Regions from separate parts of the Hordeum vulgare genome. Here region 2 is linked to region 1. A link is a contact called in public Hi-C data. All regions are on one chromosome and are shown on one strand. The core of a region is the stretch at or near the end of the contact, and the rest is flanking DNA. Distances in the headings are between cores, read along the strand shown.

Region 1 (6,781 bases), core at 2,126-4,625:
TTGCTTTGGACCTTGGATAAGCACTGGCATCATAATGAACTTCCGCTTCATGCACAACCAAGGAGGAAGGTTGTAGATACATAGAGTAACGGGCCAGGTGCTGTGACTGCAACTCTGCTTCCCAAAAGGATTCATGCCATCTGTACTCAGACCTAACCATAAGTTCCTTGCGTCAGCTGCAAATCTCGGGAACTCTCTCTCGATTTTTCTCCACTGCCGACCATCAGCGGTGTGCGTCAACTTATCGTCTTTCATACGATCTTCCATGTGCCATCGCAACAACTTCGCATGATCTTTATTTCTGAACAAACGTTTCAACAGTGGTATTATAGGAGCATACCACATCACCTTGGCAGGAACCCTCTTCCTGGGTGGCTCTCCCTCAATATCAACAGGGTCATCTTTTCTGATCTTATACCGCAATGCAGTGCATACCGGGCATTTATCCATATTCTCGTACTTCTCACCGCGGTAGAGGATGCAGTCATTAGGGCATGCATGTATCTTCTGCACGTCTAATCCTAGAGGGCAGACAAGCTTCTTTGCTTCGTACGTGCTGGTGGGGAATTCGTTCTTTCTTGGAAGCATCTTCTTCATCAGTACCAGCAACTTTTTGAATGACGAGTCAGTCACACCGGTCTCTGCCTTCCACTTCAGCAATTCCAGTGTGCTACCCAGCTTCTTCTGGCCATCTTCACAAGTTGGGTACAACAATTTGTTGTGGTCCTGTAACATCTGCTCGAACTGCAATCTCTCCTTTTCTGTGTCGCAACCTCGCCGTGCATCAGAAATGACCCGGCCAAGATCATCAGCGGGCTCATCTGGTTCCCGTTCTTCATCCTGATCTTCTTCTTCATTGTCTTCCATTGCGGTATCAGCATACTCAGGGAACATAGATCGGTAGTTGTCATCATCGTTCTCTTCTTCTTCATCGTCGTCTTCCATCATAACCCCTCTTTCTTCGTGCTTGGTCCAAACATTATAGCCCGACATAAAACCGGACCGAAGCAGGTGGCTCCGAACGACTCTTGAGGAAGTGTAATCCTTCTCATTCCGACATTCAACACATGGACAAAACATATAGCCACCACCATGCTTGTTCGCATCGGTTGCATCTTGAAAAGAATGCACGCCTTCTCTGTAAGCGGTTGTGCGTCGATCATCGTACATCCATGGATGGCTCATCTGCGTTATATGACAGTATATCAAATACAATCACGATCCTAAAAATTAGTACCGCACGGTCTAAACGAGGAAATATAGTTGCTAACCTTTTAGAATAAGTAGAAATAAAAGAGGAAGAGGTTTAAGCGTGGCTCGGGCATCTCATATCGTAGTTGTGTTCGGTGAACTGAAGCGGCATCGCTCTAACACACATTTCAACAAACACCTCTAGTGCATAAAAAAATGGAGAGCTAGCATACACCCACACTCTTCCATCCAAGAAAAATGCAAGGAAGAGGGGAGAGGGGGGCTGTGCTATATATAGGCATAGGACTTTAGTCCCGGTTTGAGACACAAACCGGGACTAAAGGTGGCGCACATGCGGGCTGCACACCGCGTAGCCCTTTAGTCCCGGTTTGAGACACAAACCGGGACTAAAGGCTCCTTGCGGTCCGGGACCAAAGCCTCGTGGGCGGCATTACGATTTGGGGCAACGTGGCCGGGCCTTTAGTCCCGGCCCATAGGGAGGCCGGGACTAAAGGGTCCAGGCCAAAGGCCCGTTTTCCACTAGTGGCACATACGTACATCATGTTATGAGTCCACATCGGATCATCGATGAGCCGCCATGCGAGGTATAGATATTATTATTCTCTATTAGTAACTAATTATTAAGTTATTTACCTTTGCATATACGACGCAAAGCTTTTGCATCAACTATTTCATATGCATATTAGTTTAGGATGCATTAAATGTTGAAATATATATACATATACTACTAAAGTGTACGTGTACATAAACTTGGATAAAAATAACCCTATTTTTGATATATAATTTCAACTAAAAACATGTTAGGTTTCACGTAAAGTATATTTCTCTTATTTGTTTGGATGATGTGGGGATGGGTTGTGGCTGGTTTGGAGGGAATACGTATTTTGTACAAATGCGGAAGAGAGTAGCAAGAGTCTTTTTGCAATACCACAACCTACCTCGCAATTGTTAGATCTAGACCACATAGTCAAAAATGACAGACACACCGTAATAATAAACAAAAACTTTTATGCAAGTAGAGATATTGATTATATTTGCCATGATGATATATTATGAGGCCCCGAGTTCTAGTTTTGTCCCGGCCCCCCAAAAACTCAGGACCGGTCCTGGATGCATCTTGTCTAGAAGAACATTTTCGCCGCCGGATGCAACAAGCGTTGTTGCCGTGGACTCATGTTACGCTGCATACTGCCATAAGGCGGGGCACTTTTGCACAGCCAGGTAAGAGAAGGTCGATCGAAAGGGTCCCGCCGCCTCCGTCCAGTCCGTATTCATCTCTACTCGGCGTCTCCAGATCACCGTCTCAGCTCCTCGCGTCCACGTCTGCAAACACGCCGCAGCTTTGGGCTTAGTCGGCGGCCCCCGCTAACTAGTTCCTAAACTACAGAACTGTTTTCCGTCTTAAATCTGACGGGCGCCGTTTGGTCCGATCGCAGTTCAGAATGACATAACAGGTCATAACTTCAGCATCATCTATGGACAATTTTTAAAAATCCAGAACAAATTTTGAAACTCGATCATTCTTTGGGAACATGAACATATTTTGAACGCAAGAACATTTTTAGCAATTTCTGAACTGTTTTTGAAATACAGACATTTTTAAAATTTAAAAATATATAAAATTGGACGCGCAAACATTTTTCAGAAAGATGAAGGTTTTTTAAAATTGCGACATCATGTTGAAAAACTTGAACATATCAAAAAATACTGGTCATTTTTTGAAATAGACAAACAGTTTTTTGAAAACATGGTCATTTTTTGGAAACAAGGACAAATACATATCAAAAAATAAAAAATATAAAAATATAAATAGGAACAAAAAACGAAACAAAAAATTTAACCAAAAATAAATTAAAAAATTAAACAACAAACGAAAAACCTGAAGCAAAATAATGCCCAACACGCGCTCCAGTGAACTGGGCCGGCCCAATCACGGTCATCCTTTGCCATGTCGACAATCCCCGTTTGAAAAATGACCGTATTTTCAAAAAACTGTTTGTAGTAGGATTATAGAGTTTAGGATGAAATCGATCGGAATTTTGATTTGGGGTCATTTCGTCCGATCTTTACAAGTTTAAGGTTTAAAATAGACTTTTCTAATGATGTTACTATCTTGGCACCAGTGGTCTAGTAGTAGAATTGTATTCTGTCACTGTACAGGCAAATTTTGCTAACCGGCGCCTGCAGAGCTCCATCATGGGCCGGCCCATTTTAAAATCCTACCTGAGTTTTAGCCCGTGAACTTTTTTCCAAATTGATCAATTTTGTGAAAATCGGTGAACTTTTTCAAAATTTGATGTTTTTTTAAATTGATGAACTTTTCTTAAAATCGTTGAACATAATTTCAAATTTCGTGATTTTTTTTCAAATTTACTGAACTGTTTGTAAAAATTGATGAACTTTTTTGATAATCGATGAACTTTTTTTTGAAAATCAATGATTATTTTTGGAATTCTGTTAACTTTGTAAAAATACGTAAGCATATTTCAAAAATCATTGAACTTTTTTTTGGATCTTAACTTTTTTAAAGTTTTGTTAACTTTTTTGTCAATTTTTGAAGGACCAACACATTTTATATGGACCGGCCCATGAAGAGGAGCCCTGCAGGCGCCGTTCGGCTAACCGGTGCTGAAGGCGCCGTATAAGAGCTCACATGACGAAACACTTCTCTATTAGTGCTTCGTCTAAAAGGACCTAGTTTACCAGTACTCTGTTCCCAGGCGCTTCATATTTTTTGAGGGAGGGGAATAGAGAAATAGTTCTCATATTCTTATTTTTTGTAGGTCAGACTAACAAAATTTTGATCAAATTTAGATTAAAAGTATCAACATCTATGTTATCAATTAAATACAAAGTAAAAACATATTTCATGATGGATCTAATACTGTTTATTTATTTCGATGGGTGCTGTATTTTCCTGGTCATTCTGCTTTGCAGGTGTTTTGGGCCGACCTGGGTTCGACTACATTTTGCTGATCGTTCTGCTGGGCAGGTGCTTTGGGTCATGATTATGCTATTTTGCACGGGCCATCTTTTTTTTAGGAAGGAGGGGAATGAAAAAACACTTCCTATTAGTACTTCGCCTAAAAAGACCTTGTTTACCAATACTTCGTCCCGGGACCCTTCATTTTTTTGGGGGGAAGGGAATAGAGAAATAGTTCTCAAATTTAGATAAAAAGTATCAGCATGTACGATATCAATTAAATACAAAATAAAAACATATTATTTCATAATGGATCTAATATTACTTATTTATTTCGAAGGGCGCTATTTTTCCTGCTCATTCCGCTGGGCAGGTGCTTTCGGCCGACCCAGGTTTGACTGCATTTTTGTTGATTGTTCAGCTGGGCAGGTGCTTTGGGCCGTGATTATGCTTTTTTGCACGGGCCATGTTCATTTTTTTGGAGGGAGGGGAATGACGAAACACTTCTCTGTTAGTTCTTTGCCTCAAAAGACCTTGTTTACCACTACTTTGTTCCGAGATCCTTCATTCTTTTGGAGGGACGGGAATAGAAAAATAGTTCTCATCCTATTATTTTTCGTAGGTCAGACTGACAAAATTTTGATCAAATTTAGATAAAAAGTATCAACATCTATGATATCAATTAAATACAAAAATAAAAACATATTTCATGATGGATCTAATATTATTTATTTATTTCGAAGGGTGTTATTTTTCTAGTCCCTCCGTCCCAAAATAAATTTCACAAATTAAAAACTAAATTAGTATAATTTTTTTATTGTGGGACAGAGGAAATATAAATGTGGTCAAACTTTAAAACTTGACTTAATACAAAGCGAAGATGTGAAATAAAAATAAACATAAAGAGCATTGCATAACACAAACTTAGTGGGTCTGGCTAAATCATCTAATCCCCCGTCATTCTCCTGTCCTGCATGTGCCATTTTCATTTTTCTTTGAAGGGAGGGGAATGGAGTAATGCTTCTTTATCAGCATTCCGTCTATAATACTTGTTTATTAGTACTTCCTTTCGCAGGGGAAGAGCCAATGGGGGGCGAGCGGGGGCCAGACCCCCCCTATGGGCCGGCCACCCCCATGGATCCGTAAGGGGGACTAGTACTAATCTTATATGTGATCTTTGCTTAGAAAGCCGACATTAGCAGATTCAAAAAAAAAAAGTTATCCGTCATTAGCATAGTCACAGGCCTTTGTTTTATGCATTGAACGTTGCAGGTTGGCCCAAGAGCCCAAAGTCGTATAGTCCAAATGACATGTGTTGTCCAGGGTGTCTGCTGTTTGTGAACGCATCAGGCAATATATCGATAACCATCCACAACACACGTACTGACGCAATCGATCTGTTGTCGCCGCCGCCCACGACCATGATAGGGTTTGGTCAAGCGTTATCGCTGATCCATTCATGGTGGTTAGGGAAGATGCTATGATCTAGCAACTATCCTTTGATCTAATCATGTTTGTGTTTCAATTAATTGGTTGGTGTGGCCCATCATTGCAGTTCGAGGGCATAGGCGTACATAATCAATCAGAACTCTGAAGCTCGGGCGCCCTGACATTTGTAGCGTTGGTGATCAGGGATGCTTGTTGCGTGCCTGGTGACTAGCTACCACCAGTCGATTTGCTTTGACCTAGCAGTGGAGGGGATAAGATGGGGTGGATTTAATGCTCTAGGTATGTTTTTGGAAAATCTTGATCGTTTTCTCCTAATGCAACACTAACTAATTGATCATGTGTGTTTAAGGATGTGTACGCATTGGTAGCTACCAGCTCCACATCAGGTACAATGTAAGTGTTGACCCAACTAATTTAGATACACTGAATACTACCATTTAGTTACATGAAGATTTTTCTAGTTCTTACATCTTAAACTTATATACGATAATGTTTTATTTCATTTCATAATTTCGGAGTATTTCGGTTACACCTTCTCTCTATATATGTGGCACTTATATGAAATTGTTCACCATTACTAGCTATAGCTAAGGGATGCTCCTGCTGCATTTTTTGTATACTAGGTATAAAACTTTTAGTAGTCAAAAGGCACAATTTTTTTTTGGCTTCACCATCGTCTCGCCCCCCTATGCCTAAATCCTGGCTCCGTCCGTGTCCTTTCGATTTTACCTCTTCTCATATTTGCCTTCTCTTATGCTAGACTTTGTAAAGTTTGATCACGCTTAGATGAAAAGTAGCAACATCAATGATATCAAATAAATACAATATAAAAACACATTTCATGATGGATCTAATGGTATTTATTAGTTTTGAATGGTGATATTTTCTATAAATGTGGTCAAACATTAAAAGCTTAACTTAATACAAAGCTAATATGCGAAATAATAGTCGGAATGGCTAAGTTGGTTGTTATGCAAGCGAGATAGTAGTAATTTAGTTCGGCTGGCTAAATGAGCAGGTGCTTTGGGTCATCGTTCTGCACTTCTGCTATTTGCCATGGTCCATCTTCATTTCTCTTTGAAGCGAAGGGAATGGAGGAATACTTCTTTGTTAGTACATCGTCTAAAAAAGTAATTCTTCTTTATTAGCACTTCCTTTCAATTTTTCTTCTTCTCATTTTTTTTGTAAAGTCTGATC
Region 2 (6,655 bases), core at 1,910-4,409, 100 kb after region 1:
TGCTCCACCAAACCGAATTGGAGGAGGACTCCTCCCTCCTTGCCTCGGCCGAAGGCTCCTCCTTGGAGTAGGAGGCAAGCCAACCACCCCTTGGTTCCTCCTATATATAGTGGAGGGTTTTAGGGGCCCTCTCTCCCTCCACTACTTCGTGACACCTCGTAGCTAGATCAGTACGGCACGGCAAAGCCCTGCCGGAGTAGCTCCACCATCATCACCGCCACGCCGTCGTGCTACCGGAGAATTCAGCTACCTCTTTGTCTCTCTTGCTGGATCAAGAAGGCGGAGATCGTCATCGAGCTGTACGTGTGCTGAACGTGGAGGTGCCATCCGTTCGGCCCTAGATCGGGACGGATCGTGGGATGGCGGCGATTTGGATCGCAAAGACGTTCCACTACATAAACCGTGTTTTTAACGTTCCCCGCTTAGCGATCTACAAGGGTATGTGGATCCGATCTCCTTCTCGTAGATGATCATCACCATAATAGGCTTTCGTATGTGTAAGAAAATTTGTGTTTTCCATGCAACGTCCTCCTTCATATGACTACTGGATTTTTTATGGTGGTGCGGTTGGTTTAACGCTTGAGCTTAGCTGGGCTTCTCGCTCAACAGCAACATGATGCGGATGTATAGATGTGCACCACCCTGATTTTGTTATTTTAAAAGCTGCTAAGTTCTTGTATGGTTATTGTTGCCTTGGTTTGTTACTTGTGGGCATTGTTTGTATGTTCAGCTCAAGTATTTGTAATCTCTCTGAAATAACATATGTCCTGATTGAAGTGTACGAAGTGTACGTATTTCACAATTAGGATATCCCACACAAGTTGGATTTGTAGGCCGTGAGACAGAAAACAAACATACTCTGCTGTTATGTGACACCAAGGTTGAAACATTCTTAGTCCAGCAGTATCACATATCTACAGAGATAGAATATATGAAAAACTTGCTTCAAGTCAATCCTCAGTTTTCTTTCGGTATGTGACACCAAGACTGAAACATACTCTGCTATTATGATTTCCTATCATGTCTTTATGATAAACTTGCTTCAAGTCAAGTAAACCGTCAAATGTATTTCTTATTTCTTGCATGCTTATTCTAATTTTAGCCCATACTAGGATAGTCGACAACAGTACCTAGTAGCTAGTGCTGGTCAAACGTTTCTAATTTTAGCCACTGATTTTCGTAGTTTTAAAACGTATCAGAGGTAGCACAAAACACTAGGTATTAATAATACAACAAGTGTGAACTGAGTTTGACACCTTTCTTCTGTTCTGGAATCTGTCTGGTTTTACATTTTAATTCAAAAAGAGCCATCTAATGCTCGCAACAACATTAAGTACATCTAACCCTTGGACCAATTCATCTATTTTATTATAGGGATATGATCTTGCGGAAGACGGGCGACCATGCTTTGCTGCCACAAGTCTCCTTCAAACCTTGTCGCCCGCAAACATGTCACGCGTCATTTGCCGATCAAACATGTGTTCATGTTGTGATGAACCGTTCACTTTCGTTGATCGAACATCTTGTATTTCTCATTTGGACCGTGGCTTGTGTCGTGTTTTTCATTTGGACCGTGGCTTGTGTCATGTTTTTCATTTTCATTTGAACCGTTGATAGTAGTTGAAACAGATTATATGCATTTTCATTTGAACCGTTGATAGTACTTCAAACAGATTATATGAGCTTGCTTGTTGTTTTGCGTAATTTAGTTGAACCTTTGTTCTAAGTATATTTCTTCTGTGAGATTTTGAAGTTGTAAAAAATACATTTTTAATTATAGTATATTAATTTTGCAAACCTTTGTATGAATCCCTGTGTACCAAATAGTAAGGGTATGTGAGGGGTTTGGTGATTGAGGGGATTTGAGAGGATTGGTTGGAAGGAAGGGATTCACCCAATCCTCTGAAATCCCCCCTCCACAAACCTCCCCAACCCCTTCCTGTCAAACAAGGCCTCACGGGTTTTCAGGAGATGATCATCAAGACAAACTGTGTGGAGGTTTCGGAACTCTAGAAAAAATCGTCACAACTCCCTTTCGGTTGTGACACCCCTATTTTTATGAAATAGGAGAGCTAGCTAATAACTTTTTATGTTTTGATATCCGCCATGTAATCCGGTCAGCTAACTATCCGGCCTATCTTTGTACTAAGCGCCCTTGCACATTGAATGTGACACAAAGCTGGCTGGAAGTGACCCCTAGCTTCCTGGTGAGCAGTTTGTTGGCTCACGATTCAACGAATGCTTTTGTTTGAATAAACTCTCATTATTGCCTGTAAAAAAAAATTTGACTGTATGCGATTCCTAACAGGAATCGGGACGGACGAGACATAGCCTTGTGAGAGAACAAATGACTGCATCACACACATAATAGAGTGCATGGCCAGGTCCATCGACACATTGCTTTGTAAAACAAAAAGAAAACCCTGCCTTTGTTGCTATTCAATCCTGCGACCTCTAGGTAAGTAGTGTGATAGACTAACGACTCCACCGTCCCACATCAGCTGCCCAAGTACTACTTCTTCCTCTCTTTCTTCTTTCCTCTTACGTTTTTCCTTTTTCACCTTTTTACCTTTTTCTTTTTTTGTCTTTGTTTTTATTTGCATGGTTTTAAAAAAATATTTGGTGAACTTTTTTAATTATGATGAACTATTTTTTTATAAATTATGATGATTTTTTAAATGTATGATTTTCAAACTTTGATGAAGTTTTTTTATCAAATTCAATATTTTTTCTAAAAAAACCGATGGACTTTTTTTTCAAAATTTTAAAAAAATCAATGAACTTTTTAAAAAATGTTGAACTTCTATTAGATTTGATGAATATTTTTCAAAATAAGTGAACTTTTGTCATATTTGATGAACTTTTTTCAAAAATAATTAACTTTTATGAAATTTGATGAAGTTTTTTTCAAAATCAGTGAACGTTTTTAAAATTTGATGGATATTTTTTAAGAACAATAACTTTTTTGAATTCGGTTGACTTTACATAAAGTAGTTGAACTTTTTCAATATTCATGAACTTTTTTAAAATGCAGATTATTATTATTATTATTATTAAAGTCAACGATTCACTAGTCAACTGGTCAACCACGCACGACCGTACAGAACAGCCCACGAGCGAGCAAGCAAGCGATCAGGGGGGGCGAGTCAAGTGAGTGCTACTTGGGCCGGTCCATCAATCGGCGGCTGTGAGTGCCAACTCCCTTAGCTGGCGCCTGAAGCGCCAATCAGGAGCACCCCGATCAGTCGGTGACCTAAGGAAACTAACACTTGCTCAGTCTGGTGGCAACTAGGTATACGACATGCACACATATTTGTAAGCTTTAAAAAGAATCATGAATTTCAAATATTCACAATTTTTTGAAATTATTTTTGATTTTAGAAAATAATGGAATGAAAACGAGATGAAAGAAAAATGAAAAGGACAAGGAAAAAAACTAGAGAATAAAAACTAATTAACCAACTAGAAAAATAAGCTGAGAAATCACAATCAAAAGAAAAACAATCATCTGGAATGTCACAAAAAATGAATCAACGTCTCTAAAGAGCTTACCCGCTAATACACTTCGATCGAATGGAAAGTCAATTACCATGTAGATGATCTAGACGATATCGCTCGCAACAAGCGATTTACATCATCGCTCGATAAGAAGCGGATATCAAACACTATTGAAACACGAACAGTAGGAACACCGTCTATTGTAGTGTATCGAGTACTATATCATGTAATATTTTAAATAGTGAAGTTCTAAAAAAGGAATATTTTAGCAAGAAAAAACAAATCAAGTTTTTTAAATATTTTTTTTAAAATAATAATAATAAATTTTTTAACATATGTTGAAGGTGCCAACTTTTTCTCAAATTCTGATATTTAAAAAAAAACTTAATAAAGTAAATCAAATTTGCAAACATTGTCGGAGAATGCAAAAAAAAAAACAAATTTGCAAACAGTTTGAATTTTTAAAAAATAATAAAATGAGGAAAGAAAAAAAAGAAAAAATAAGAAGAAGGAAATTGATCCAAGAACCTTCCAGAAGGTTCCCAAAACTGGGTTGGAACCTTTTAGTAGATTTCGAAAAAATGGCCCAACACATTTCCTCTCCAGCACGATCGTCTGTGTGCGTTTGGCGCCAATATAACGCAGTCACGGAAGATAGAATTTGCCCTCATGTCCTGATCTGTTATCAGTACTCCTAATCTTTTGCTCATTGCATAGAATAGCAGCAAAGTCCTGCGGCAAGACCAGGCCGAATAGCGGCCACAACAACTTCTTGTCCGCAACTCATTTTTTTTATCTTCACACCGAAATTGTTAGCTGAAGAGTACTCCATCCAAAGTTCATTAATCTTAGGTTGAGATAAATGGCGCCTTGCATGTTTGCCGTTTATCACAACTTCAGAGTTTTCTTTTTTAGATTCATTTCTTCACACCTCCGAATAACGAGCCCACCCCAGGTGAGTTTTGAGAAGGCTCCGACGAGTGTTGCCTAATTAGTTGCTCTCTCTTCATACCTTCGAACCACGAGGATCCTATACTTCGTGCAGTTTGCTAGCGTTTGTATGGGCAGGTCATTTTCCTTTTTTCCTTTCGTTTTTTCTTTATTTTAATTTTTTCCTTTATTTCTTTTCTCTTCTTTACTTTTTTACTTTTATGCGAATATTATTTTCAAATTCGGTAAAATCAATTTTTCATTTATTCCAATAAATGTTCGTCAGTGTGAAAAACATATTCAATAATTCAAAAATTGTTCATAGGATTCATATTTTTGTTCAGTGTATTTGGAAAACGTCAATTCAAATTCAAAACTTGTTCATGAAATTAATAGAATGTTCTCAAATTAAAAACAATCATTGATTTTGAAAATATGTTCATCGATTTCAAATTGTGTTCATTGCATTCTTTTTTTTGCATTCATATATATTTCATAAAAAACGTTCATTATAGCCTTCTGGAATTGCGCACATTTTTTGAATTCAATAACTTTTTTGAATTCATGAGCATTTTTCGGAAGTCTGCACTTTTGCAAAATTTTAAAAATAATAGGGGCACCTCACACACCACATGGGCCAGTCCAGAAGACGCGCATGGGAGAGGGGATTTTCGCTCGATTCCTGGCACGTAGGTCGCTGAATAGGAGGACCCCATATAACCAGTTGGAAATAATGGATGATTCTCGCTAGGGAAAAATACGACATTCTGTTTTTTAGAAATTATTGAAAGCACTTCATGAATCAATTCTTTTCACTGTTTTGAAATAATATCCATGAATATTAATAGGTATCCACGAATTTTCATCATATTAGTACGGATATATATTTATGAATTACAAACAGATTAATAATTATGGAGATGTCCATCAGTTTTAAAAACTGGTGGAAATTTTATAAAAGTTAAAAACAATCGACTTTATACCACAAATAGAAAACCGACTGAAAATATGTACCCATAGGTAAAACGGGATCTAGTATCTGAGGCATGCGGCGTAAAATAATACAACGACGCACATGAGGCACTACGACTGGGCTGAGCCACTCCAAGGCACCGATGCTAGCTAGCGCGACAAAAATACTTGCCCGACGCACGGGGGATTGGATGATTTGCCACACTTTATAAATGATTGGATGATTTGATCCAGTGTTATCTCAATGACCAGTGACCCCGGCCCCACCCGACAGTGTCAGGGGAAGGGGCAAATTATCAAATTGAGAAGTAAATTGAGGCAAAAGACCAATTTCTCCTCGACGCACAGGGGCACCGCGACTGGCCCGGCCCACTCCAATGCACCGAAGCTAGCTAGTGCGATTTGGGGAGCTCTTAGTGGCTCTAAAAAAATGAAAAAAAACAGCAATGAATAAAACGGTCCATAAACTGACGCCACAAACTGAGAAAAGCCAGCTTTCGTGAACCAAAAGAAAAATAAAAGGCTGGAGCAAAATAAGTTAGCAAACTAGAAGGGCGATGACCTACTGGTTAGAGCACCTCGATCATAATGAGTGGGTGTTGGATTTCCAAGCAAAAATTAAAAAAACATTAGAACTCCAAATATTTTCCACTTGTTTTCAAAAACTGTTCGAAATTTTTAATCTGCCAATGACGAGTTTGGTACCTACTTCCAGCTATTTATTTTCGGATTCTCCCGCACTAGCTATTCAAAAAATAATATTATTTTCAGAAATGTGAAGAAATATTGGAATTCCAAAATATTTTCTGAAAAAACCGACAAAATTTGGAATATCAAACAAATTTTGAGAAAAATGTGAATATATTCGAAAAATAAGAACAAAATTTGTCATGTTCATATGTTTAATTTGGAATAAATTCTAAAATATTGAAGCATATTTATTATATTTTGAAGGAAAATTACTTTGGAACAAAATTGGAGCACATTTACATAGGAACAAAATTTGAAGCTTTGAACATATTGGAGAATAGTGAACAATTTTTGGATACCTAAACATTCACAAATTTGTGAACAAAATATTTCAAACATTAACATTTTGTGAAATCGTCAATAGTCTTGGGAATCTCAAAACATTATTTCTAATAAGGAACCAAATGATAACATTAAATGAAATCACGAAGATTCTTTTGAATACACGAACAAAAAGTTAAAATGCGAACATTTTGTGAAATTAGATAAGATAAATTTCAAACAA

What was found. Hi-C and Micro-C count contacts between places; a contact is called where the count stands out from the background.
Region 2: a Hi-C map of seedling shows a contact between it and region 1, with 2.5 times the contacts expected there. The contact joins two enhancer-like sites. A contact is called at or near these places in 2 of 6 Hi-C or Micro-C datasets (leaf and seedling).

The regions. Positions count from the first base shown.
Region 1 is chr4H:591,763,111-591,769,891 of MorexV3_pseudomolecules_assembly, forward strand. No RefSeq gene overlaps it. Among protein-coding and RNA genes, the nearest start is that of LOC123447372, 44 kb to the right of the region's middle. Within about 2 kb of position 3,376, at least 3 of the 3 cell types and tissues checked have open chromatin away from gene starts, as enhancers often do. A contact at or near this core is called in leaf and seedling, where this site is marked.
Region 2 is chr4H:591,864,107-591,870,761 of MorexV3_pseudomolecules_assembly, forward strand. No RefSeq gene overlaps it. Among protein-coding and RNA genes, the nearest start is that of LOC123447372, 57 kb to the left of the region's middle. Within about 2 kb of position 3,160, at least 3 of the 3 cell types and tissues checked have open chromatin away from gene starts, as enhancers often do. A contact at or near this core is called in leaf and seedling, where this site is marked.